Regions from separate parts of the Mus musculus genome. Here regions 1, 3, 4, 5, 6 and 7 are each linked to region 2. Evidence: chromatin contacts called from public Hi-C, HiChIP or PLAC-seq, Micro-C and promoter capture Hi-C data. All regions are on one chromosome and are shown on one strand. The core of a region is the stretch at or near the end of the contact, and the rest is flanking DNA. Distances in the headings are between cores, read along the strand shown. Region 1 holds the start of Rtf2 (replication termination factor 2). Region 2 holds the start of Zfp217 (zinc finger protein 217). Region 3 holds the start of Tfap2c (transcription factor AP-2, gamma). Region 4 holds the start of Rbm38 (RNA binding motif protein 38). Region 5 holds the start of Ube2v1 (ubiquitin-conjugating enzyme E2 variant 1). Region 6 holds the start of Cass4 (Cas scaffolding protein family member 4). Region 7 holds the start of Cstf1 (cleavage stimulation factor, 3' pre-RNA, subunit 1).

Region 1 (3,056 bases), core at 322-2,821, 2.3 Mb after region 2:
TGGCAGGAAACTAAGAGAGCCAGTTCCTAATTTTGTACTTAATTTTTGTTTGTTTGTTTTGAGACAGGGTTTCTCTGTATAGCCCTGGCTGTCCTGGAACTCACTCTGTAGACCAGGCTGGCCTCAGACTCAGAAATCCGCCTGTCTCTGCCTCCCAAGTGCTGGGATTAAAGGCGTGCGCCACCACCACCTGGCTTTAACCTTTGATTGATCTCTGCATTTTGTGGCAAGTTGCATCCTTTGAGCTATGAAATTTCAGAAGCCACAAAATCAGATGCAGAACTACTGTTAAGACACCTACGTGTGACTCTCTCCCTTGAAAGAGCCATCGACAAGTTGAGGGTGTTTAGTGTCATAAAGCTGAAGGCACAGTAAGTCACTTCTTAGGCCTGCAACCACCTAGGATCCCAGGAGCATTGGAGTCCCAGAGGACACAGCACTCCCCTAAGTGAGGGTGAAAAGGCAGAAAAGATGGTCATCTGAGACTATCTGGTCACTTTAAGCAGTGTGGGCTTCAGAATGGCCACCTTGCAGGACTGGTGTAGACACAGAAATGAAGGAGGCCATACTTATCCCAGGACTGCTCACTTATGCATACCATTTGCCCCTGTTGTTCCTCTGGGCCTACAGCTCATGTTAGTACCCCAAAGGCAGACTAGGGGGTCACTGAACCCCTTATTTGTTCTCTTCCCAATATGATCACCCTCCCCTTTCTCTGTCTGCACTAATCTCTGTAGCTGGTACAATGGGATGAGTGGCTACTCTAAGCTTGTTGGAGACACTGTAGCCCTAGCTTCTGCCCAAAATACATCTGGATACAGGGTGGAGAGGCGCTCAGTGGCTAAGAATGCTTGCTGTTCTTTGAGTAAGCACAGGATGGATTCCCAGAACCCCAGCAGCTCACAACCATATCAACTCCAGTCCCAGGAAGATAGAACACCCTCTTCAGGCCTCGACAGGCATCTGCAGTTAGGTAGCGCACAAGCAGGCCCACCCACCACGTCTTTTTTTTTTTTTTTTTTTTAATTTTATGTATTTGAGTACACTGTAGCTGTCTTCAAACACACCAGAAGAGGGCATCAGATATCATTATAGATGGTTGTGAGCCACCATGTGGTTGCTGGGAATGGAACTCAGAACTTCTGAAGAGCAGTCAGTGATCTTAACCACTGAGCCATCCCTCTAGCACCCACAACGTCTTTTCTTTTCTAAGTCTGGATTTAAAATACATGAGAGGTAGCTGAGAAGACAGATTCCGGCCATCTCCTCCTTAGACTTACAGCACTACTGGTCTGCAAAAATGCCAGAGACGCAGACCTCGGGACAACCCCGACAAATGTTCTCCCGTCCTCCCTCAGGCCCAAGCTTACGGAACCACAGAGGAAAAAACAGGGACCGCCCACGACCGGAAGTGGACGCACTCCAAGGATGCTCCAGCACGTCGCCCTGAAACCACGCCCAACTCCCGGACAAGATTTTCAAGACAATTGGTGTGGACCAAGGCCTCGCGCGGCGACCCCGCCCCTTTCGCGGCGCGCTGGTTGTGTGCGTCATCAAGGAGCGCCGGAAGTAGGTAGGGTTTCGCCAGAGACCCCGGAAGCGACGGCTTCTCGTCTTTGCTAAGGCTTCTGGTTTTTGCTACGGTTTCTGATTTCGGCTTTGGGATGGGTTGCGACGGAGGCACCATCCCCAAGAGGCACGAGCTGGTGAAGGGGCCGAAGAAGGTCGAGAAGGTCAGTGGGGACTGCGGGCTGCGGGGCTCGGGATGAACGGTGGTCACAGCGCTTGTGGAGGGTTTACTGTTTGCAGGCACTGAACAGTACGGTTAGACTGGGATCCTCCCCACAGACGCTGTGTTGATTTGAAACATTAACGTTGAACGGGACGGAGACTGGAGAGCTAGTTAGTGGCCCAGCCAGGACTGGAACGTATCTGTAGCTAGCGACGATCACGGTGATAGATGCTATTTATGGACTTTGTGTGTTTTTGTGAAAGGCTCTCACAGTGTGGCCCTGGCTGGCTGGGACTCCCACCTCTGCCTGCTGAGCACTGGGATTAAAGGTGTTGGCCAACAGGCCTTGGTATTTGAATAATACTTTTTTTAAAAATGTTTTGTGTGTGAGTGTGGTATCCAAGGAGGCCAGAAGAAAGCATCGGACGCCCGGGAGCTAGAGCTACAGGTTTTTGTGAGCCATTAATCTTGGCTGTTAGAACCAAACGCGGATCCTTTGGAAGAGCAGTACACAGGCTTAACCACGGAGCCATCTCTCCAGCCTGAGCTTTGTGTATTAAAGTCTCCCCAAACCATTCCCCTTTGTGAAGTCACACCCTTCTTAAACTAATTATCAGCTCTTAGCACTCTGAATTGGTGGTTGAGCCCAGCTGATGGTCACGTGACTGCAAGCTCCTCCTGGTGAACTCTGTGCACTGTTTTTCTTCCAGAACTAGCACAGTTTCTGCCACAGTGAATATTTTTGAATAAATGCGTGGGCATTCTGTAAATCTTACAAGACATTGAGCAAAGTGTGTACTTAATGGATGGGAAATTGAATGCCGCAAAGTTAGTTAACACCACTGACGTGGCCTAGAGTCATGAACCACTGTCCCCATCCATTTATGTGCATTTCAAAGCTAGTGTTGATGATGACTGTTTAATAATAGAAGGCACAGAATGCCCCCGATACAGTTCCCAGCACGGGGAGAGAATGCCCCCGATACAGTTCCCAGCACGGGGAGGATCATGTTTCCTGATCCAACATTCAGAGAACTTTGGGATGGGAGGTGAATCCCATCCAGTGTTGTACTTAAGACACTGCATAACTTCCTGACACATCCCTAATAAACTCCATTGGGTCCTGTGTGAACAAACCTCTGCTTGTCTTTTTGCCCTCTCTTCTGCCCCTCTTTAGCTCTTTCACTCTGTTCTAGATACCATAGACCTTGCCCCAGCGTCCTGAACATTCCTCACTCATAGTGACATCATGACTTGGGGGGGAGGGGCCACTTGAAGCAAGGTCTTGCTGTGAGGTAGCCCAGGCTTGCCCCAGCCCCCGGAG
Region 2 (3,017 bases), core at 54-2,553:
TACCAAGGTGGTCGATTTACTCTGGGAAAAGTAGTCAAGAAGGCTGTGGACGTTTTTCTCTTACAAAGAGAGGTGAAAGGCCCCCTGAGGCCCCTACCTAGTTGCCAGGCATGGCCAGCAGCTGTGGCTACCCTGCCTCCTCTTTTGTTGGCCTTAATCTCATGTCAAGTTATTCAACCACCTCAAAAGGGATGAAGACATAATTGAATCAACCTGAACTAAATCAGACCTAGGCCTCTTAAAACATACAACTTAATGGCTCCAACCCATCCCAAACCAGGAAACTGGCCACGGGATCCTGGGGTACACATGGTGCCCTACAGCCCTGGACCCCAAGCTGGTGCCCCTTAATCAACGCATGCTCAGGAATGCCTGTTTCTCAGAGAAAGAAACTAAGGCTCACAGGACACAGCCCTTAAGGTTGGGAACGACCACCCCGAGCCCCCGACCCAAACAATAAAAAGTTTAAAAGTTTCTACTACTGTGTGAGTGCGGACCGGCCCCCACTGGGGGTCCCAGAAGTGGGCCCCCGGGACTTCGGCTCACTTCAGGAAGCAAACCTTTCGGGAAAAATCCCCGCCCGCTGTCCCCACCCCCACCCTCCCCGCCCAAGAATGCGCTTCCCGTGCGCCGAGGGTCTGAGGCGGGGGCGCCCTTCACTGCGCGCCCGCTCGCGTTGAGGCTAAACTGAGGCGCACGGGGCGGCGCCCTCGGATGTGCGGTGCCGCCTCCCGCCAACCCGCACGAACTTCCCACGGGAGTTTGCGGGACGTTCTAAGTTTGGGAGTGAAACCGAACACCTTCCTTGGTTGGCAGGACGCAGCTCCCGCAGGGGCCCGGACCCCCGACGGCCACGCCGCGCCGGGCAGGCCATTGTCTCGGCCGTCCCTCCCAGCCCCACGCGCGGCCGCAGCCGTGGGGACGCGGCCCCGGCGCCCCTTTACCTGCGGCCGTCCGGCTGCACCGCCCAGCCGCGGGGCTGAAGGAGCGGCAGAGGCGGCGCGGCCTTTGTGCGTCTGCCGCTAGCCCCGACGGCGCGGGGACCGGGACGGGGCCGCGCCATGCCCGCCTCCCACGGCCGCGGGCGCCGGGACCCCCACCCCCACAGAGGCTCCGGGGGGCCGGGCTCACCTCCGGCGCGGGGCGAGGGAGCGGCGCGGGCGCCCCCTACTCGTCCGCGCGGGGACAGTGCAGGCGCGGGGTCCCTGCGCGGGCGGGCGGGCGGCCGGCGTCCGGCGGGGGGACTGTTGGGGCAGAAAGTGCTCGCAGCAGCTGTTGCGCCCTCCCCCCCGGCCGCGCCGCCTGACGCCCCGCCCCCGGCCACGCCCCCTCTGTGACCGCGCGTGTGCGCAAGCGCGTCCCCGACCCGCCCACCGCTGCGGGCCACGCCCCCCTCGGACCCCCCGAGGCGCGAGCCCCGCGGAGCGGCGCGCGCACCCCACTCCCACCCCGTGGGCTCCCGCGCACGCGCGCCCCGCGCCGTGTCCCGCCATCCGGCCTAACGTGGCGCGCTCGCGCCCGGGCGGTTCCAGTGACAGGTATTCTGGGGATGGAGGGGGGGGCTGCAAACGCAGCACGCAGGCGCACAGCCAGTCCTCCCTCGCCGCCTCCCCCTCCCTTGCAAGGTGCGCCCCGGGAGGGGAGGGAAGAGGAGGGGAGGGGCCGGTTGCCCAACTCCCCGGTCGCCCAGAATCACGAACAACAACAATAATAATAATAAAAATTTAAAAATAAACCAACCTTGCCACTGGCTTCGGGAGCTCACAGGATAGCGGTGTTCTGAGGTGTTGTGAAGGTTAACACTTTCAGAGAGTCAATGTGAGGAAGGTCCGAGACCTAAAAAGAATAAATTTTCTCTTAAATTGTTATCTTCAAAAAGCCTTTTTATTTCTTCCTTAACACCCTGGGCTTGTGTTTCTATTATAGTTTCATATCTGAATTTGGACTTGGTACCTAATAAATCTTAGTTTGCAGAGAAATTCATTTGAGTGAAACTAGGCTTAAAAGTGTGCTCAAAAACAAAAACCACACACTTCTTTATGCCCATCTCACTTAAAGCGTTTCCCTTCTGTTTTGTTCCTGACTCGTATTAAAGATGAAAGAAGATAAGACAGGAAAAGGTTTGACTCCAAAGGCCTGGGACTGATGTCCCGTTTTAAGCAAGCCCCAGGGAGGAACTATGGCGGCCACAATCACATCCAATAATTTTTCTGCTCCAAAATGCAAATGAACTCAAATGTAAAATAGATTTATTGCTTAACACCGAACAGTCAACTTGTTTGTTTCTTTTTCAAGCTGGCCCTCGGTGTATCAAAAAGTGGGAAAACATCAAGAAAAGCATACATACCCATTTCCTAAATCAAAAAGAAGCGTGGGGGTTGGGGGGGAACGGGACAAAAAAGAACCGACCGGAACTGGTAAGCAACGCAGTCCTTAATAAATAGGAAGAAGAATTCAAGAAGACAGCTTAGCAAGGGGCAAGAACCTGCCTTGTAGAATGTTTTTGCTGTCATTTTACATAGAACTACCAACCCACATATGGTCTCGTTAGTCTTTTTTTTCAAAGGAAGTGAATCAATTACTTACTCACAATTAATTAGCATCGCTGGAAGTAGATCCTTAAGCCAGCCCTGATTCTCATCCAAGCCCAGAAGATATTGATCATTTTTAGTACTAGGGTTCCTTTTCTCACCACAGATTAATATCTTTCTCTAAAGTATTATATTTACCCTATAAATATCATAAACTATAATATTTATAAGGTTAAAGCCTTATAAATATTCACGATCAAAACGCAACAGCTCAGCAAGCATTCATAAGCAGAAGACTTCATTTAACTTTGACCCCCCCAAATTAAAAAAAAAAAAAAAAAACGAGGGAGGGGAGCTTTGCTATAAAACAAAGAAAACTATGACCAAGTAAAGTGGATAGAGGTTGAGCTTCAGTCCCCATGTTAATGGATAACCTTTGCACTCTGAAGCCTTGAATACTGTAAACACAATAGCTGATAGTTAAAA
Region 3 (3,250 bases), core at 282-2,781, 2.4 Mb after region 2:
TCTCCCGCTAATTCCAGGGCCTCTGTTTTGGAGGCTCGGTCTGGATTGCCTGCCTTTTTAACTTAGCCGGAAAAGCCCCCTTGATTCCCGCGGTTTCAACTTCCTGGGTCTGTTAGGGTCAACTGGCCAGAAAGCTATTTTGCATGCGGCTATTCTCTAAGACCATGGGGGAACGGTTGGCTTGAACATCTATTTTAATTTTAGTTACTTTACTTCAGGCCTATCTGGGTCTAGGGAAATGCTTACAGACGAGGAGCAGGAAGAGAGCAAATTATTTTAGTCTGTGGATACGGGAGGCACGTTCCCAACAGGTCCTGGCCACTGGGCTGATGGGTATCAAGAATTGTGTAATTGGCTTCGGAATCAATCCGAAATAGTCCCTGCCTCCAATTCCACTGTTTGAAGCCAATCTCCATATACTGTTGGGACGGACTAACAAGATTAGCTCTCGAGAACTGTGGACTTTCTGTTTGGGATGAAAAAAATTAACTATAACAATTAGGCCAATTATTTTCGTTTCGTTGAATTAAAAAATAACACTGAGTATTGCTTTTTGGCTTGGACGGAAAATCTTGGGGTGCAGCAGCATTCTGTGGATAGAAGCTTTGCTTTCTGCCTCCCATGGGACGAGGTGTGCCCATATCTCAGGGCGACCTCCCTGTAGTCCCCCTCCCACTTTACAGCACCTCATTCCACGCGGCCCGTGGCGATGGAGGTTTATTCTGCCTGGAACCTCTTTTCCTGGGCGAGTAGAGGCTTCTGAAGAGCCGCCCGTGACAGCTGCAGAACCGGCGCTCCGCAGGGCTGGGCATCGCAGCAGGGATGGGCCTGGGCGGGGGAGCTCGGGTCTCCTCCAGCCACGGCCCGCAGCCAGATACAGCTTCGGGCTATAGCTGCAGCACGCGGTTGTCCGATTTATTCACAGCAGGTATTACCGTGAGTTTCCTCTTTGGAGCTGGGGGAGCGGACTCCTTCTCGGAATCCTTCCCCTCCCTTCCCTCAGTGGGCAGGTCAGTAAAGTACCCAGGGAGAGGGAAAGGGGGGGGGGGGCACTAGGGAACAGTGGGACTTTAGCTATTTCTCAGCCCAATCCTTAAATGTCTGTCGGAACAGCTGGGGCGAGGTGTCAGGGAACCCCAGGAGTTGAGACACCCTGGAATGGGGCGTCTTCAACTCTCAAGTGACATCCATTTTTTAGGAGGATGAAGGACGGTTCTTGAGGTGGGGAAATCCCAGCTGTCAGCTCTGCCAGTCTAAGGTGTGCAAGGGGGCTGGCAGGCAAAGGAAGCCACGTTTGGGCACCTCAGCTTGGCAGGTCTGCGGTTGTCAGAGACCGCCCACTGATGCCCCTGCGAGCCCCTCGCGACGCCTGGTCCTGCAACACGCTAGGCAGGGTGCGGGGCGGAGCTAGGCAGGGACTGGCTGGGGGCTGCCCCGCCCGGCGCCTGGGCCTCCGCGCGGCGCCGGCCCCCGGGGAGGAGTTATGATAATTTCCTTCCCATTAAGGCGTTCGGGTCCCCCGGCTATCGCCGGGACACACTGTGAGGGTGAGGCTTCTCCGGTCCACGGCTGCGGCCTCTACACACCCACGGCGACCACATCTCTGTGCACAGCCACCGATGCGCGTCCAGTGACTGGGACAGCAAGGCCGGCGCGCGCGGCGGGGGCGGCGGCAGACGCCTGGCCACCGTGACCCCGATTGTGGATTTACCGCTCGGGGGGTGGGGGGAGCCTGGATTTAACTGGCGACTATTTTGGGGGACGCCGGACGCCATGTTGTGGAAAATAACAGATAATGTCAAGTATGAAGAGGATTGCGAGGTGAGCGGGGGCTAGGGAACGTAGCCCCGCCGGCCCGAGCGGGGTCCCAGGGCTGCTGGCCAAGGCTGGGGACGTTTGCGCGGAGCCCTCGCCTTCGGGAGGGATGAGGGCCAGTCTTCGGCCATCTCCTGGGCCCCTTGTTGAATCTGGTCTTGTCTCTCGGGGACAAGGCCTGGCAAGAGCGTGGCAAACCCACCCGCAGAACTCAACTGTGGGTTCCTACGAAGCGCACGGCCCTCCTTTCCATTTTCCCCGAAGAGCGCCCTGTCTCCGGGTCTCAGACGTGGCTTTTTTCCCACGAAGTCTGTCCAGTGTCCACGGAAGCTTCCCTGCCAGCGACACCTTTGAGGAGTCTCCTCCAAGGAAGGCTTGTCACCTGCCCCGCTACCTCCTCGAGAAAGAAAAAAAAAAAAAGAAAGAAAGAAAAGAAAAGTCCAAACAACTGCAACCTGGTTTTCAAGAGAAGTGGGGGTTGGGGACTGTGGGGTGGGGGTGAAGCCAGATGGGGCCTTGAGCGCTCGCGAGTACTCTAGCCTGTCGGACAGGTTGAGCTAGAGTTTCGGAGAGTAGGAGGGAGGGAGGCGGCGAGCGGGAAGAGGAAGAAGATTCAGGCGGCGCGAGGCGAGCACCGGGGAACGTGGGGAGGAGAGGCCGGCGGCCAGGCTGCGGGAGCGCACCGCACCCGCACGACCTCGAGGGGCTGCCCCTGCGTGCATGCCCGGGCGGCTTCCGCTAGGGGGCGACAGTGCCCCGCTCCTGTGTCCCTGCTACCCTTCTGACCCCTGGGACTGATGAAGACACATCTTTTAGGAATTAAGTCTGACCGCCTTGGGGCGAGGGGACGTGCGCAGGCAAAGGTTGCCCAGTTTGGCAGAGTCTTTTCATTCCTTCTCTACACCGGGATGTGTGAGAACCTTGACCATGGCCGGGCTGGAAGACCTCACTTCCTAAGGCGCAGAAGGCACGGGCTTGGCTAGCAAGGATCACAGCTCCGATCCCGCGTGTCGGCTCCCGGTCTCTCCGGACGACATTACTATGAGGCCTTACCTGAGAGTGTCACTTCCGCGGCGCGGCCGCCTCTTAAGGGAGTGAGAGGGGGATGATCCTTGGGGCGGGGAAACGCGCCCTTCGTCGGCGTTGCGCATTATCCGCGCTATTTGCGCGCCGCAGCGACATGGGAGGAGGGTTGTTGAACGAGGGCGCTGTGCGCCGAGGTCGCCGCACGCCGAACCCCTGGGGCACGGGTAACCGGACTGTGGCGCGGAACGCGCTCTTGGCACCTCCAAGCGACGCAGCGCGGGAACCTTCGCCAGAGGGCTCGAAGGATTCGTCCCCTCAGGTCTTAGACCGATAGGCTCACAACGAAGTCCGGGGAGCTCATTGTCCCCGGGGGCTCTCGGGCTCTGGGGCGGATCGAGACGGGTGGTGT
Region 4 (2,932 bases), core at 179-2,678, 2.9 Mb after region 2:
CAGAAGACCTTAGACCAGAAAGAAGCCCCGGTTGGGTAGGGTCTGGGGAGAACAAGCCTTACAGCAAAGGAAACTTGAAGCGAGGAAGGTAAAGCCAAGAGAGTGAGGCGCTGGGCAGGGGTATCCCCAGCAGGCTCGGAGTTCTGCTCTGTGTGAAGGGGACTAGACTGACTGGGGCTGAACCTGCCCAGAGGCTGCCTGCCTTACTGTCCGCCTTGACCAGTGGGGCCAGGCCAGTTTTAGCCCCACTAAAAGCTGTAGGTCTTCAGGTCCCAGTGTGATAACCAGGAATGGGGACATGAGGGACGCAGGATCAGGGCTGCTTCCTGGCCCGGAGGCTAAAGCATCGTGCCTGCTTCTGTGCTGAAATTCCCATTTTCTTCTTTCTATTTTATGGTTTCCCATCATACAGGCTAGCTTCTGACTTTCTGTGTAGCAGGGTATGGACCCGGAACCCTCCCACCCTCCCAACTCCTCAGTATTAGGATCACCGGTGTATTCCACTCGGCTGTTTGAAATTTCTGTCTCTAACAAGGGCCCCACGTTTGCATTTGCGCTGGTGGGGAAGAGTTCTGCAGACTGGCATCATGGTCCCAGCCTTGGCCCACGTTCTACACAGGCCATGTCATGCCTTCTGCTTGTTCTCCTGCTAAGGGTGACCCCACAGGCGGTCCCATGTCAGTGACATGGGAGCCCAGCCGCCTTTGTTCTTCCTCACAGTAGAAAGTAGAAAGTAGAAAGCTCTTAGCTTTCTACAAGACTGTAAAAGGTGTATTCACTATCGATTAGCCCTCATTTTCACAGACTACCTAGTGTCCCGGGGTATGCCATTGTTGAAGTCCCAGCAGAGAATCCCTGACACCACAGGACCGCCAAAGTACGTGTGATGTATTATGGTGTGCGTGTGAATTATTTTTATAAACATGGCAAATTCACTTTGCCCTTTATTTTTATTTTTTATTTTTTGGAGACAGGGTATGATTTAGTCCAGCTGGCCTCAAACTTAGTATATAGCCAAGGGTGGCCTTGAACTGACTCTCTTTCTTGAGTGTTGGGTTTACAGGTGTGTGTCACCAGCCAGGTTTTTGTGATGGGGAGATCAAACCACAAGGGTTCGCGAATGAGTAGCTGAGGCACTCCTTCGGACCTTTTTTTTTTTTTTTTTCGGACCTTTTAACAAGTACGTTTGCACCCCTAGTCGCTCGGGTGTAAACCACTGAATCAAGCAACGCTTGGAATATACCGGACCGTGCGCCCCGCGAGACAGACAAGCTGATACCGGCGAGCACCTAGGGGCTAAGTCACCTCATTCGCCGGACCCGCGTCCTGGCACGCGGGACGTACTTAGAACTACAATTCCCGGCGGCCCCCGCTTCCAAAGGCGTGTCTTAAACGAGAGGGGCGTGACCGCGGGGCGTGGCCGGCTACAAAGGCGGCCGGCAGCTCGCAGGGCGCGGAGTAGACGCTTCGCGGCGGACGGAGAAGCGGCGCGGGACAGCGTGGGGAACTCGGATTCGGCCTGGGACACCCCCGCATGCGCCGGCCGGCTCGGTAGCGGCGGCCCCGATGCTGCTGCAGCCCGCGTGCTCCCCGAGTGTGTTTCCGCGGCCGTCCGCCGCCCCCAGCGCCATGCACGGCTCACAGAAGGACACCACGTTCACCAAGATCTTCGTGGGCGGCCTGCCCTACCACACCACCGACGCATCGCTCAGAAAGTACTTCGAGGGCTTCGGAGACATCGAGGAGGCCGTGGTCATCACCGACCGCCAGACCGGCAAGTCCCGCGGCTACGGCTTCGTGAGTGCCCGCGGCGCGCGCACCTGCCGCCGCCCCTCCCCCACCGCCTCCCAGACCCGCCGCGCGCAGCCGGGACTCCGGGGCTTCCCGGGGCCGTCGGCCCTTCCCCCACACTTTCCAGCTGCCCCAAAGAAGCGTAAGCTGTTAGCGCCAGCGACTTGAAGACGGTTTCCCACTTCCTTCCACTCTAGTGTCCCCAAACTAATTCTCTGAGAAAGTTAACGGTACTTACTGATGGCCTGGACAGCGGGGGGGTGGGGAGGACTCCCCTTGAGGTTCCCTTTACTCCACTTCCTAGGGGATTGTCGCTGTCCTTGAAGGCACTCCGCACTTGAACTTTGGGGAAGGAGCTGCAGCCCTGGAGGCAGAGAAGACAGTGCCCCAAGGGTCCTAAATACCAGATACTCTTCTGGGAGGAAAGACCCAGAGATGGCCCGATGCCCGGGCAAAACCCCCTTCCCTTCTCTGCCTTGTTTTCCTCAGCCAGCCACCAAAGCCCCTGACCCTCTGTGTTCCTGCAGGTGACCATGGCAGATCGGGCAGCGGCTGATAGGGCTTGCAAAGACCCTAACCCTATCATCGATGGTCGCAAGGCCAATGTGAACCTGGCCTACCTGGGTGCCAAGCCTAGGAGCTTACAGACGGGTAAGAGCTTTGAGTTTTCTTTCCAGCCCTCCTTGTTTCTATATTCAGCTTTGGTATCTGTCTGATGGAAAAACGCTGCCCCCGCTCCCCCTTTGTCCCCGAGTGGCAGCCAGCAATCATGTGCCTGCAGAGGCAGCCCAGGGCAACCACCCCTGGCTTGGGAGCTTGCTCCTCTTTCTCGGCAGTTTATGGTCCCAGGGATAATGATTTTTTTTTTCCAAAGTCTCCTACTCTTGGGGAGGGAAGAAGTCAGATGCCGACCAGGCAGGGGATCATCCCGAAAAGCTGGTACAGCCTGTGGACTTAATGTGCTTTGACCAGGAGAGTGGCGCGTGTTATTTGCCCTCCCTGTGTGTGGCCCTGGGACCTTACCCATGCAGTGTGCTGTTCCTAACTGCTCTCTTGTTTTAGGCTTTGCTGTTGGTGTGCAGCAACTACACCCCACCTTGATCCAGCGCACCTACGGGTGAGTGGCTGTAGCTGGCTGTGG
Region 5 (3,006 bases), core at 253-2,752, 2.5 Mb before region 2:
CTCTCTGCGAGATACCCTGCATCCCACCCCAGTACAGCCTGTGGCAGACTGGGTCTTCCCAAGTGCCCACCGCCATGTGTTTGTCAGGAAATGGACTGACTTGGCTCCGCAGTCTTCTCCAGGACACACCAGGCACTGTGTGGTGGGTCACTGCAGGCAGCACCTCTCTGCTTCCCACCCCACAACATCTCCTCTGGTGGCCTCACAGCCCCAAAACACCAGTGCCTAGGCTGGTGGCCTGTCCTTACCCCTTGCTCACCTCCACCAACAGACTCCCGAGGATATAGCCCCACACCAGAAGGGAGCACCCACTCTCTCCTGAATCCTTCATTGGAAAAGCAGACTCCCATGCCTTCCCAGACCCCGGGGGATCTCCTTCACCAAACCCACTCCACCTTCTCTAGCCTGCCAGAGTCCATGGCTCATAATCAAGTACAGGTTGCCGGTTCTAAGGCAGCAGACCCTTCGGGTCTCCCCATCTGGCCTTCTCTTCTTAGCCCATCAGAGACCGACAAGAGCTTCTCCCCTAAGAGCATCCCCTTTACCCTCTTGCTATCCCTTCCATTTGATCCAAGGGCTCTCATTTCACTGCTCCTCTCCTACCCATCCAGATAATGGAGAGTTTCTGAGTTGAACCCACATATTTTCCCCCAATTCGCAGAAGGATTAGGAGTGACAGGCACTTCCTCCATCCGCTCCCCGCAGGAAGAGGTTTTTCTTCTCTAAAAGCAGCATCTGCGGGACTGCACCCCATCCCATTCTCCCCACTGCAGGAGCCTTCCCAATGGCGACACGCCCCAACAGACCCCACCCCACCCCCCGACACACACACCAGGGCTTCCTAGGCACCTGCTCGTGCCCATCCAACGCGGCGCTCGGCTCCCAGCGCGCCTTCTGAAACCTATCCCTGGTCTCTGCAACCCAGGCCTGCTCCCACGGCAGAACGCCCGGGCTCAGCCCGTGCAGGTGCCCGGATTTCCCTGGGAAGCGACCACCACGATGAGAGCAGCCCCGACCCTAAATTGACGCGGGGCCCCGGCGGCCTCGCCTGCGGCCCGCGAGGCTCCGTGCGTGTTCCCTAGGGTTGCGCCCGCGTACCCCCGCCGGGCATTCCCGGCTCCCAGTCGCCCGGGCCAGCTCCCAGCGGGACCTCGCCCGGGCATTCCCGAGCACACTCGGCCCCTCTGCCGGCCTCTCCCCCACCCCCCGCCCCCCGGAGGCGCCCGAGCCTCCGGCTTGGCCGCACCGCCCACGGCCCGGCTGCCCCCGCCCGGGCTTCCGGCCGCCGCCTGATGGTCCCAGGCCCGGCCGAGCAGCCAAACGCAGCCGCAGGGACAGCGCGGAGCCCTGTCCCGGCCACCATGGCCTCCGCTAGACCGGGACCAAGCCCAGGGAGCCCGCGCCCCGTCCGCCAGCACGCCCGGCGCCCCCGCTCACCCGAGCCTGTGGTGGCTGCCATCTTGCGTCGCTGTCGCTCGAAGGCCGGCCCCTTCTTCACCCCCCCTTGAGTTTTTCTCCGGGCGCTAGTGCGCAGGCGCAGGTGTAGGCGCAGCCGCAAACGGTGCCGCTGACGCCCGCTCGGGGTCGCAGGAGCCGGGCGGGAAGGGCTTTGCCCGAGTCTTCAGTGAGCGAGCATGAGGGCGGGGCAACCTGCAAGCCCCGCCCAGCCCGAGCGCGGGGGAGGCGTGCAGGTGCTCGGCTCGAGGGCCCCGGGGTGACCGTGCGCTTCCGGGAGAATAGAATGGGGGGGAAGGGCTGTGGAGCCCCGCGCCTGTTCCCAGGCTGTTTCCGTCCCCCTGTGTCCTCACCACGTAGCGAAAATGAAACCGCGAGAGATGAAGTTCAACTCAACTGCTAAGTAGCTGAGTCAGAATTTGACCCCAAGCCAGATGATCTTTGTTATGGGGTATATGGAGAAAAATAACACCGAAAGGCCTGAATGCGTCAAATTGTGGGCCAGTACAATCTTGTTTCCGGCACTGTTGCTGTTCTGGGGCCTGAAGCATGTAGGGACAAGGTGCAGCTAGGGGCTTGAGAACCACCAACCTTGAGACATGCATTCTGCTTGTTTGTTTGTTTGTTTGTTTGTTTAGGGGTTTTGTTCGAGACATGCTCTCAACTCAGCTGTCCAAGAGCCCACTATACAGAGGATGACCTTGGCTGTCTGATTCTTCGGCTTCTGCCTCATGCTGGGGTTGCAGGCTTGTGTTTTAGAGTTCTTCTTAGAGATGGAATTATGTGGGAGAACTGTGCTTGGTGCCGGACATGGCAATGTCTCCACGAAATGAGATTCTCTTCTCAATTGCTACATTCTAGTTGGACAGAGAACAAGTAAGCCAATATAAATAGATAAATATACATTTTACCTATGATAAGATAGGGGACAAACCTATAAAGGGCACCAGGAAGAATCAGAAAAGGCCTCCTGCAAAGGTCTGAAGACACTTGTCTGCATATAGAGTAAACCCATCACAAAGCCACCTTTGATGTGAAACCCTTAAGGGGACTTGGAAATCGAGGATGAAGTAGCCAGATAGGCTGCAGATTATACTGCTAAGAGGGACAGCAGAGGGGCAAGGAAGCTGGAGACATTCCTGGAACATTCCATTTGTCATCTGTTTGGTGTATTCTAGGTAGCTCCACTGCATTTCCTCTTGAGGAAGTACGTGGTAAGCTCAGAACTACCGTCCTGCAGAAGATGCACACCAGCCTAGGAGTCTGTCCCACAGAACAGAGGGAACCAGGTCTCTAGGTAAACTGGGAAGGGTGAGTGCACAATACACTGAGGCTCTGCTCCCGGGGCTGGGGCTATGCTGGGGGCCGTGACGTGTCTGTGGCCTTGTATTTATGAAGGCTTTCCCTGTTTCCCAATATTGTACCTGCTTGCCGAAGTGTCTGCAGGTTTGAGTCCACAATACTACGACAGCCTCACTCTAGCCTTGACCTTATGACACATGCAGGGCCTCTCTAGCGTGTCTCTGCCTCTTCTCGAGGCTGCTGGAACCT
Region 6 (3,040 bases), core at 458-2,957, 2.3 Mb after region 2:
CTGAAAAGATGCTCAACACCGTCTGTAACTGCAGTTCCAGAGACTCTGACGCCTTCGTCAGGCATCTGTGGACATTGCCTGCACATTTACAGACATATGGGCAAAACACCACACACGTTTTTTTAAAAACTGGATGACTGATGGAGAGTGGCCTGCTACCAGGGATGCCTGGCTCGGTGAGCGAGAGCACGCCTTCTGATCTGTCCCTGTGCAGAGCAGTGGGCTGAAGCTCTTATGATTCACAACTCCTCTCTGCAGCTACAGCGTTTCCTAAAATGGAGCTCGCACTGCCTCTGATCTGACGCACCCCACCCTTTTCAGAATGTGTCTCTCTTGTGAAAAGCCTTCTGGAAATTACTACTTCTTCCCTGTGGACTTTGGCAGGGAGCATGTGGCTGACAGCTACTTCTATTTGCTAAGACAGATTCACACCGTAGTCCAGACTGGCCTAGAACTCTGAGGTGGCCCAGAACAGCCTTAAAGTCGCAGCTGTTCTCCTGTCTCAGCACTGTAGATGTGGGGGTGGGAGCATGCCCGGTTCTACATTTGTCTAGAGCCTGTTCATCCTGTCTAGTCATTGTCACCCCCTTTCGCTACTGTCGCCTGCAGATTGCTGATCACTGGTTCCTTAAAGACCATTTAAAATAGAGACAGCATTCTATCTGTTTGCTTGTTTTGATTGCATTTATTTTATCTGGGGAGGGAAGTATGCACACGAGTGGCAGTATGCATGCAGAGGTCAGAAAGACAGCTTGCAGGAGTCCTCTTCTCCCACCGTGTAATTCCAATAACTCCAACAAGTTTTCAGCTTAGCAGCTGACAGCTTCACCCACTGAACCATCTCACTGGTTCAATTTTTTTAAATTTACTTTTTTTTTCCACTTTGAGTTCGGGGCTGGCCCCAAACTTACTTTGTAAGTCAGGCTATCATTAAACTCACTGAGATTAGCCAGCCTCTGCTTTCTGGGAGTGCTGGTATCAAAGGAGAGTGCCACCGTGGTCTGGCTATGGCATGCTTTTTAAATCTCACACCTGGGAGGCAAAAATAGGTGGGTCTTGGTGAGTTTAAGGCCAGCCTGGTCTACAGATCGAATCCCAGGGGAGCTGGGAGGAGCTGCTTAGAAGAGGGGACCCTTATGCTGAAATGAAATGAAGCCTAAGCTAGTTTTGGGTTTTTGTTTTGTTTTCTTATTTGTTTGTTTGGTTTTTTTGGGGTTGTTTGTTTGTTTGTTTGTTTTTGGTTTTGGTTTTGTTTGTTTTTTGGTTTTTTTTTTTTTGTACTCCGTGGCTCCTCTCTGGATATTGGGTCTGAGTTGAGGGAAACTTTAAACTTGGGAAGTCGTGAGGACTCCACTTCATGAGTTCAGAGCACTCGCTTGACACAAAGAGCCAAGTGTGGGGCAGTATCTGGTGCTCTCAGCAGCGCCCGCTAAAATATAACCACGGAGAATTGGAGTGAAGGTGTAGAAAACGTGGGGTTCAGAGCAGGGCAGTTTACTCCTGTTACCCCAGCTGTCACACCGCAGGGGACAGGAAGGAAGACATGCTGACCCTCAGCGGAAGTCCAGCAGCTTTGCTTCATCATGGAAATGTGTTGCCTCGCTGGGTGGGAATTGTTCCATTAGTCTTCAAGGGACAAGAATGCGGTGTGATCCTACGCTGGGCTGCTCAAAGTAGGAACTTCACCTTGTAAAGCAGAAGGGTGGGTTTTTTTTTTTTTTTTTTTTTCTCCTTCTTCTTCTTTTGTGGTTTCACACAGCAAAGGAGTGTCAGCCTCCACTTACCATGAAGTGGGACAGCAGGCATGGAGGCGTGGGTGTGGCCTGAAGCTCTGGCCCCGCCTCCCCCGTTCCTTTCATTTGACTCTCTTTACTTGAAAGAATCATCTCGACTGTTTCCATGTGTTGGCAAACAGTTCCATAGAATCCAGCTCCTGGGAACCAGCCAGCAGCATGCAGTGATATTGCATCATTGGTCCCTGGAACCAGATATATCAGCGGCAGAACTCCGAGGACCCTGCTCACATCACAGCCATGAGAGGCACCAGCATCAGAGAGGGTGCGCCCAAGGTGAGTGACTGATTGGGGCTGAGTGCATGAGAGCAACAGTTGACTCAACTGTTTTTATCTTTGGGTCTCTAATGAACACGAAGGGTAGGTTATTAGTGGCAGGCAGGTTTGGAATGAGAAAGCTTTGCTCTTTACCAGTTGTTGGTTTCAAGATGACTGGAAATGATGGGGTGAAATCGGCAGGAGGCAGACAGCCCAAGCCCCCACTGTGTGTCTCTTCACCACTCAGCAAACTTCTTAAACATTCTCTCTTTCTCTGCATCCTGAAGGTGCTTAGTGTGGCTCTCAAGGATTCTGACTGGCTTGGGGCACTCACTTCTCTTGAATAGAGAGAGCTTAGACCTTGGCTCTACTCTTGCTAACTCCAATAAGGACACCCATGAACTGCCTTCGTGTTCCTTTGGGCGCTGGGGACTGGAACTCTGGTACAAACTGCAAGTCTGGGCCAGGAACCAAGAGACGGTCCTATAGCATATGTATAGCATGGCACACTGCTAACCCAAGAAGGGCACTGGAGCCTGAGATGTGACGATGGTACTTGCAATACAGGCATAAGGACCTGAATTCAGTACCCAGTACCCACATAAAAAAACAAAAAACAAAAAACAAAAACAAACAAAAAAAACAGGCATGAAAGCGTGTACCTGTAACCCCAGAGACGGCAAGGAGGTGACAGCAAGGTCCCTGTAGTTCTCTGGCCAGCATCCCTAAGACAAGCAACTCCAACTCCACACACACACACACACACACACACACACACACACACACACACACACACAAATAAAGTGGGTGGGTGATGGAGAAGGACATTGTGACATCAACTTTTGGGTTTCACACACCCATACTGTATGCGGGGGCTTGGGGAGAAGGAGGAGAGATCACAAGGAAAGTGAAGCTCACAGTCGTTGCTTTTCTGTCCCCTCCTATTCTTTCAAAATGTGATAGAATGGTAGATACAAAAGAGCCATGAA
Region 7 (3,130 bases), core at 280-2,779, 2.2 Mb after region 2:
CTCCCTCTGCCTCCAAAAGGCTGGGATTAAAAGAATGCAAGACCACACCTAACCTTTATGTTTGTGGTAGAGACAAGAGTTCCATGGATCCCAGGCTGGCCTTGAGCATGCTATACGGTGGAGGATTACTCTGAACTCCTGATCCTCCCGCCTGCAGTTCCGCAGTGCTAGGACCACAGAGGTCATCACCATCCTCGGGGTTCCAAGTGCTGGGAATGGAATCCAGGGCTGGCTAGGCAAGCACCCTACTAACTGAACTACATCCCCAGACAGGCTCTCACTTATTAGCTGTGGCTGGCCTTAAATCGAAGGCTAACCTCCTGCCTCAGACTGCTGATGTAAGCAACCACACATTTAGGTGTGTGTGTGTGTGTGTGTGTGTGTGTGTGTGTGTGTGTGGTGGGGATGGAGGTGTTGAGGTAGGGACGTATGTGGATGTAATTTAGGCTGGTTTTTCGGACCTACTGTGTAGCTGAGGATGACCTTTGACTTGATCCTGCCTCCACCACCTTACTGTTGGAATAAACAGCGGCGGCCACCACGAAGGCAGTGTTCAATCCTAAAACTTCTGGAATATTCTACAAACTGAGCTTTAGCGGGTCTGCGCTTTGAAACAGACCCTCAAGTAGTCCCGACATAAACTGCTCAGAAGGCTGCGGGAAGAGCAGCACCAGTCCTGGGCACTCTACGAGGGAACTCCCGTTCATCCACAGACTCGTCGAGTCGACTTAGACTCTGATTCTCCACCCGAAGCAGTCCCCAATAAGCCGCAGTTCCCGCATCCACCATCGGTTTGCAAATTACTCGGTTAGCTGATGGTCTGGATCCCCATTCCCACAAGAACCTAAAACCAAGCCGGGAAATCTTAAACGTCTGGACCTTTCTTAAACAGAATGCAAACCCACTGAGACAGTCCATTACCCCGACGCCACACAGCCTTCCCTATCCGTTTGCAGCATCCAGGCTCGCCCTCAACAGCCATGTCCCTTTCCAACTCACAGGCAGGAACCTGCTCCCGACCGAAGCCTCCAAGCGATCCCGGTAGCTCAGCCGTTACAATTCAAAGGTTCTCCTTTTAAAATAGGAGTCAAACCCTCTACTCCAAGAGCTGATTGGCTAGAGCCGGAGCAATGCCGTTCTGTGATTGGCTCACCGTAAACGCGACTATGGGAAGCTCGTTCCCTGCCGTAGCTGGGCGCAGGCGCACTGAGCTGTCGGAGCCCGGAAGTGGTGCACCAACGGCCCGTCCGATCTGCGGCCGTTCTATCGCCCGCCGTGCTCCCCAGGATCAGGCGTTCGCCAGTCACACACAGCCCTTTGGATTCAAGGCAGTCGCGGAGGTGATTAGTTCGGAGACGGTGAATGAGCGTCTCGAACGTGCCAGTGAGTAAGATGGCGAGAAGGGCAGACTTGCGAGGGAGCAGGGATGCTCGGCGCTCGGCTGCATGCCCTTTGCACGTGCGCACTGGGTGTGCACTCCGAGCGATCGATCGGGCACGATTCGCTCCTCCATTTTTCTAGAAGAGAGCGGGAGACCGAGACCCTGATCTGCGGGTACGGGGTCAAGGGGGCGTAAGGAAGCGGGCTAGTGTGGTTGGCTAGGGTCTGTAGTGGATCACGTGAAGGACCGGGGCTAACGGAGAGGATGGCAGGAGGCCGCTCGCCCCAAGTCCGTGTCCTAGAGTTGGCCGGCCCGGCCTGCACCCCGGCTCTCAAAGGGCCTCGGTCCCGGTGGGTCCAAGCCGGAATTCCGCCCTGAGCAGAAGTGGTCGCGCGGCTTCGCTTTGGGCCCCCTGCATTCCCCGGTGTTAGCTTTCCGGGGGCGAGCTCCTCCGGTCTCGTGCCTCGGTGTCCCCTCCGGGAAGGATATAAGTTATCTGTGTCCCATTGGAAGTTAAGCGGGGAGTTAAGTAAAGGCTCAACCTCCTTCTCCCACCCCCGTTTTCTTTAAATGTCGTGATACAACCCCAGATGTTTCCTGACAGGAGTAAAGATGATAGGTCAAATGGTTAAGTTCTGGGCTCTGGAGTGTGCAGGCTCCCCCTCAACTTTGAGGGGAAGGGGAGGGCTTAACTTGAACGGGTGCCCTAGATTCTTAGAACACATTTCACCCTCTGTTGTGTCCCAATATCTTATGCAGGGGTAGATTTGTATTCATTTCTTTCTTTTTAAAAAAAAACTTATTTAGCTTTATTTTACATGCATTGGTGTCTAGGTGGCAGGCCCCTTGGAACTGGAGTTAGAGACAGTTGTAAGCCGCCATGGGAATTGAACCCAGGTCCTTTGGAAGAGCAGACAGTGCTCTTAACCACTGAGCCATCTTTCCAGCCCCCATTTCTTTCTAATGAACACGAATATATTGAATAGCTTCGTTTAGTGATTGGATGCTAATTAGGTGCTTGGCACCGCATCTGCCAGTAGGACCTGCATGGTGTTATTATTGTTAAGAACTCTGGTCAGTACTATGCTGTGTGGCCTTGCTAGTCATTTGGTTTAAAACTGAGCCCGGGGTGTCTGTCAGCAAGCATTGTAACTCTTGGCTGTTTCTCCAGGCTACCTTCTTGCTTGATGTCTCCAGACTCCTATAGTCAAACATCTAACCACACACATACTTATCAAATTACCCACCCAGGTTGATTAAGAAATCAGTTTTGTTTGGAGAGCTTAGATCTTAAGAGTATAATGTGTTTGGATTTTTACATTTATTTGTTTTGATGGTAATCATTTTTTTGTTTGTGATAGGGTCCCACTATGTAGTCCTGGCTGGCCTGTGATAGGGATCTATAGACAAGGCTGGTCTCAATATCACAGGGATCTGCCTGCCTCTGCATCCCAAGTGCTGGGAATAAAGACATGGGGCATGTGCTTGACACATTTTTATTAAGCAGTTTAACTTAGGATCTTCCCAAAGCATTGAACTTAGCTTATTTTTTCATTCTGTTATCCTTATTTGTTTTTTATGATGTATTTGTGTGTTCATGTACTACCTCATCAAGTTGTATAATTATAATAATGAGCTCGGTTGCCTGGAAACAAGTTTTAAAAATAAGCACAACAGTCACTAGTAGATTTACATTCCAGCTGGTGTAAAGTGGTCCAGGCAGCCACCGAAACATTGCAGACTCCACAG

The links. Promoter capture Hi-C pulls out the DNA fragments that hold promoters and counts their contacts. A called contact is a pair of places that touch in the nucleus more often than the background predicts. HiChIP or PLAC-seq counts read pairs in DNA pulled down with a chosen protein or histone mark.
Region 1: a Hi-C map of B cells shows a contact between it and region 2, with 7 read pairs. The contact joins the promoter of Rtf2 here to the promoter of Zfp217 in region 2. A contact is called at or near these places in 11 of 39 promoter capture datasets (the 3T3-L1 cell line, 3T3-L1-derived adipocytes, the C10 cell line and 6 more), 1 of 484 Hi-C or Micro-C datasets (B cells), 2 of 115 datasets of contacts at active chromatin or transcription factors (T-cell acute lymphoblastic leukemia and large pre-B cells) and 1 of 9 other capture datasets (adipose tissue).
Region 3: a contact with region 2 is called in a promoter capture Hi-C map of hippocampal neurons, with 8 times the contacts expected there. The contact joins the promoter of Tfap2c here to the promoter of Zfp217 in region 2. A contact is called at or near these places in 2 of 39 promoter capture datasets (embryonic stem cells and hippocampal neurons), 1 of 115 datasets of contacts at active chromatin or transcription factors (astrocytes) and 1 of 9 other capture datasets (embryonic stem cells).
Region 4: a Micro-C map of the G1E-ER4 cell line shows a contact between it and region 2, with 5 times the contacts expected there. The contact joins the promoter of Rbm38 here to the promoter of Zfp217 in region 2. A contact is called at or near these places in 2 of 39 promoter capture datasets (the 3T3-L1 cell line and the HPC-7 cell line), 3 of 484 Hi-C or Micro-C datasets (all in the G1E-ER4 cell line) and 1 of 115 datasets of contacts at active chromatin or transcription factors (large pre-B cells).
Region 5: a contact with region 2 is called in a Micro-C map of the G1E-ER4 cell line, with 9 times the contacts expected there. The contact joins the promoter of Ube2v1 here to the promoter of Zfp217 in region 2. A contact is called at or near these places in 1 of 39 promoter capture datasets (erythroid cells) and 1 of 484 Hi-C or Micro-C datasets (the G1E-ER4 cell line).
Region 6: an H3K27ac HiChIP or PLAC-seq map of large pre-B cells shows a contact between it and region 2, with 5 times the contacts expected there. The contact joins the promoter of Cass4 here to the promoter of Zfp217 in region 2. A contact is called at or near these places in 7 of 39 promoter capture datasets (the C10 cell line, the HPC-7 cell line, cranial neural crest and 3 more), 1 of 484 Hi-C or Micro-C datasets (B cells) and 1 of 115 datasets of contacts at active chromatin or transcription factors (large pre-B cells).
Region 7: an H3K27ac HiChIP or PLAC-seq map of embryonic stem cells shows a contact between it and region 2, with 4 times the contacts expected there. The contact joins the promoter of Cstf1 here to the promoter of Zfp217 in region 2. A contact is called at or near these places in 1 of 484 Hi-C or Micro-C datasets (the G1E-ER4 cell line) and 5 of 115 datasets of contacts at active chromatin or transcription factors (astrocytes, embryonic stem cells, extraembryonic endoderm stem cells and 2 more).

The regions. Positions count from the first base shown.
Region 1 is chr2:172,439,007-172,442,062 of GRCm38.p6, forward strand. Rtf2 (replication termination factor 2) reads left to right here and starts at 1,572. Exons shown (of 9, transcript NM_025542.2): 1 at 1,572-1,733. The coding sequence starts at 1,665.
Region 2 is chr2:170,129,917-170,132,933 of GRCm38.p6, forward strand. Zfp217 (zinc finger protein 217) reads right to left here and starts at 1,304. Exons shown (of 6, transcript NM_001033299.3): 1 at 1,132-1,304.
Region 3 is chr2:172,548,062-172,551,311 of GRCm38.p6, forward strand. It overlaps Tfap2c (transcription factor AP-2, gamma), which reads left to right and starts at 1,532. Exons shown (of 7, transcript NM_009335.2): 1 at 1,532-1,821. The coding sequence starts at 1,774.
Region 4 is chr2:173,020,474-173,023,405 of GRCm38.p6, forward strand. It overlaps Rbm38 (RNA binding motif protein 38), which reads left to right and starts at 1,429. Exons shown (of 4, transcript NM_019547.2): 1 at 1,429-1,797; 2 at 2,319-2,442; 3 at 2,854-2,908. The coding sequence starts at 1,567.
Region 5 is chr2:167,630,503-167,633,508 of GRCm38.p6, forward strand. Ube2v1 (ubiquitin-conjugating enzyme E2 variant 1) reads right to left here and starts at 1,503. Exons shown (of 4, transcript NM_023230.2): 1 at 1,438-1,503. The coding sequence starts at 1,459. Gm31852 (a long non-coding RNA gene) reads left to right here and starts at 1,972. Exons shown (of 3, transcript XR_375265.4): 1 at 1,972-2,331; 2 at 2,634-2,752.
Region 6 is chr2:172,391,937-172,394,976 of GRCm38.p6, forward strand. It overlaps Cass4 (Cas scaffolding protein family member 4), which reads left to right and starts at 1,708. Exons shown (of 7, transcript NM_001080820.3): 1 at 1,708-2,069. The coding sequence starts at 2,034.
Region 7 is chr2:172,369,474-172,372,603 of GRCm38.p6, forward strand. It overlaps Cstf1 (cleavage stimulation factor, 3' pre-RNA, subunit 1), which reads left to right and starts at 1,530. Exons shown (of 6, transcript NM_024199.2): 1 at 1,530-1,554. It overlaps Aurka (aurora kinase A), which reads right to left and starts at 1,097. Exons shown (of 9, transcript NM_001291185.1): 1 at 1,000-1,097.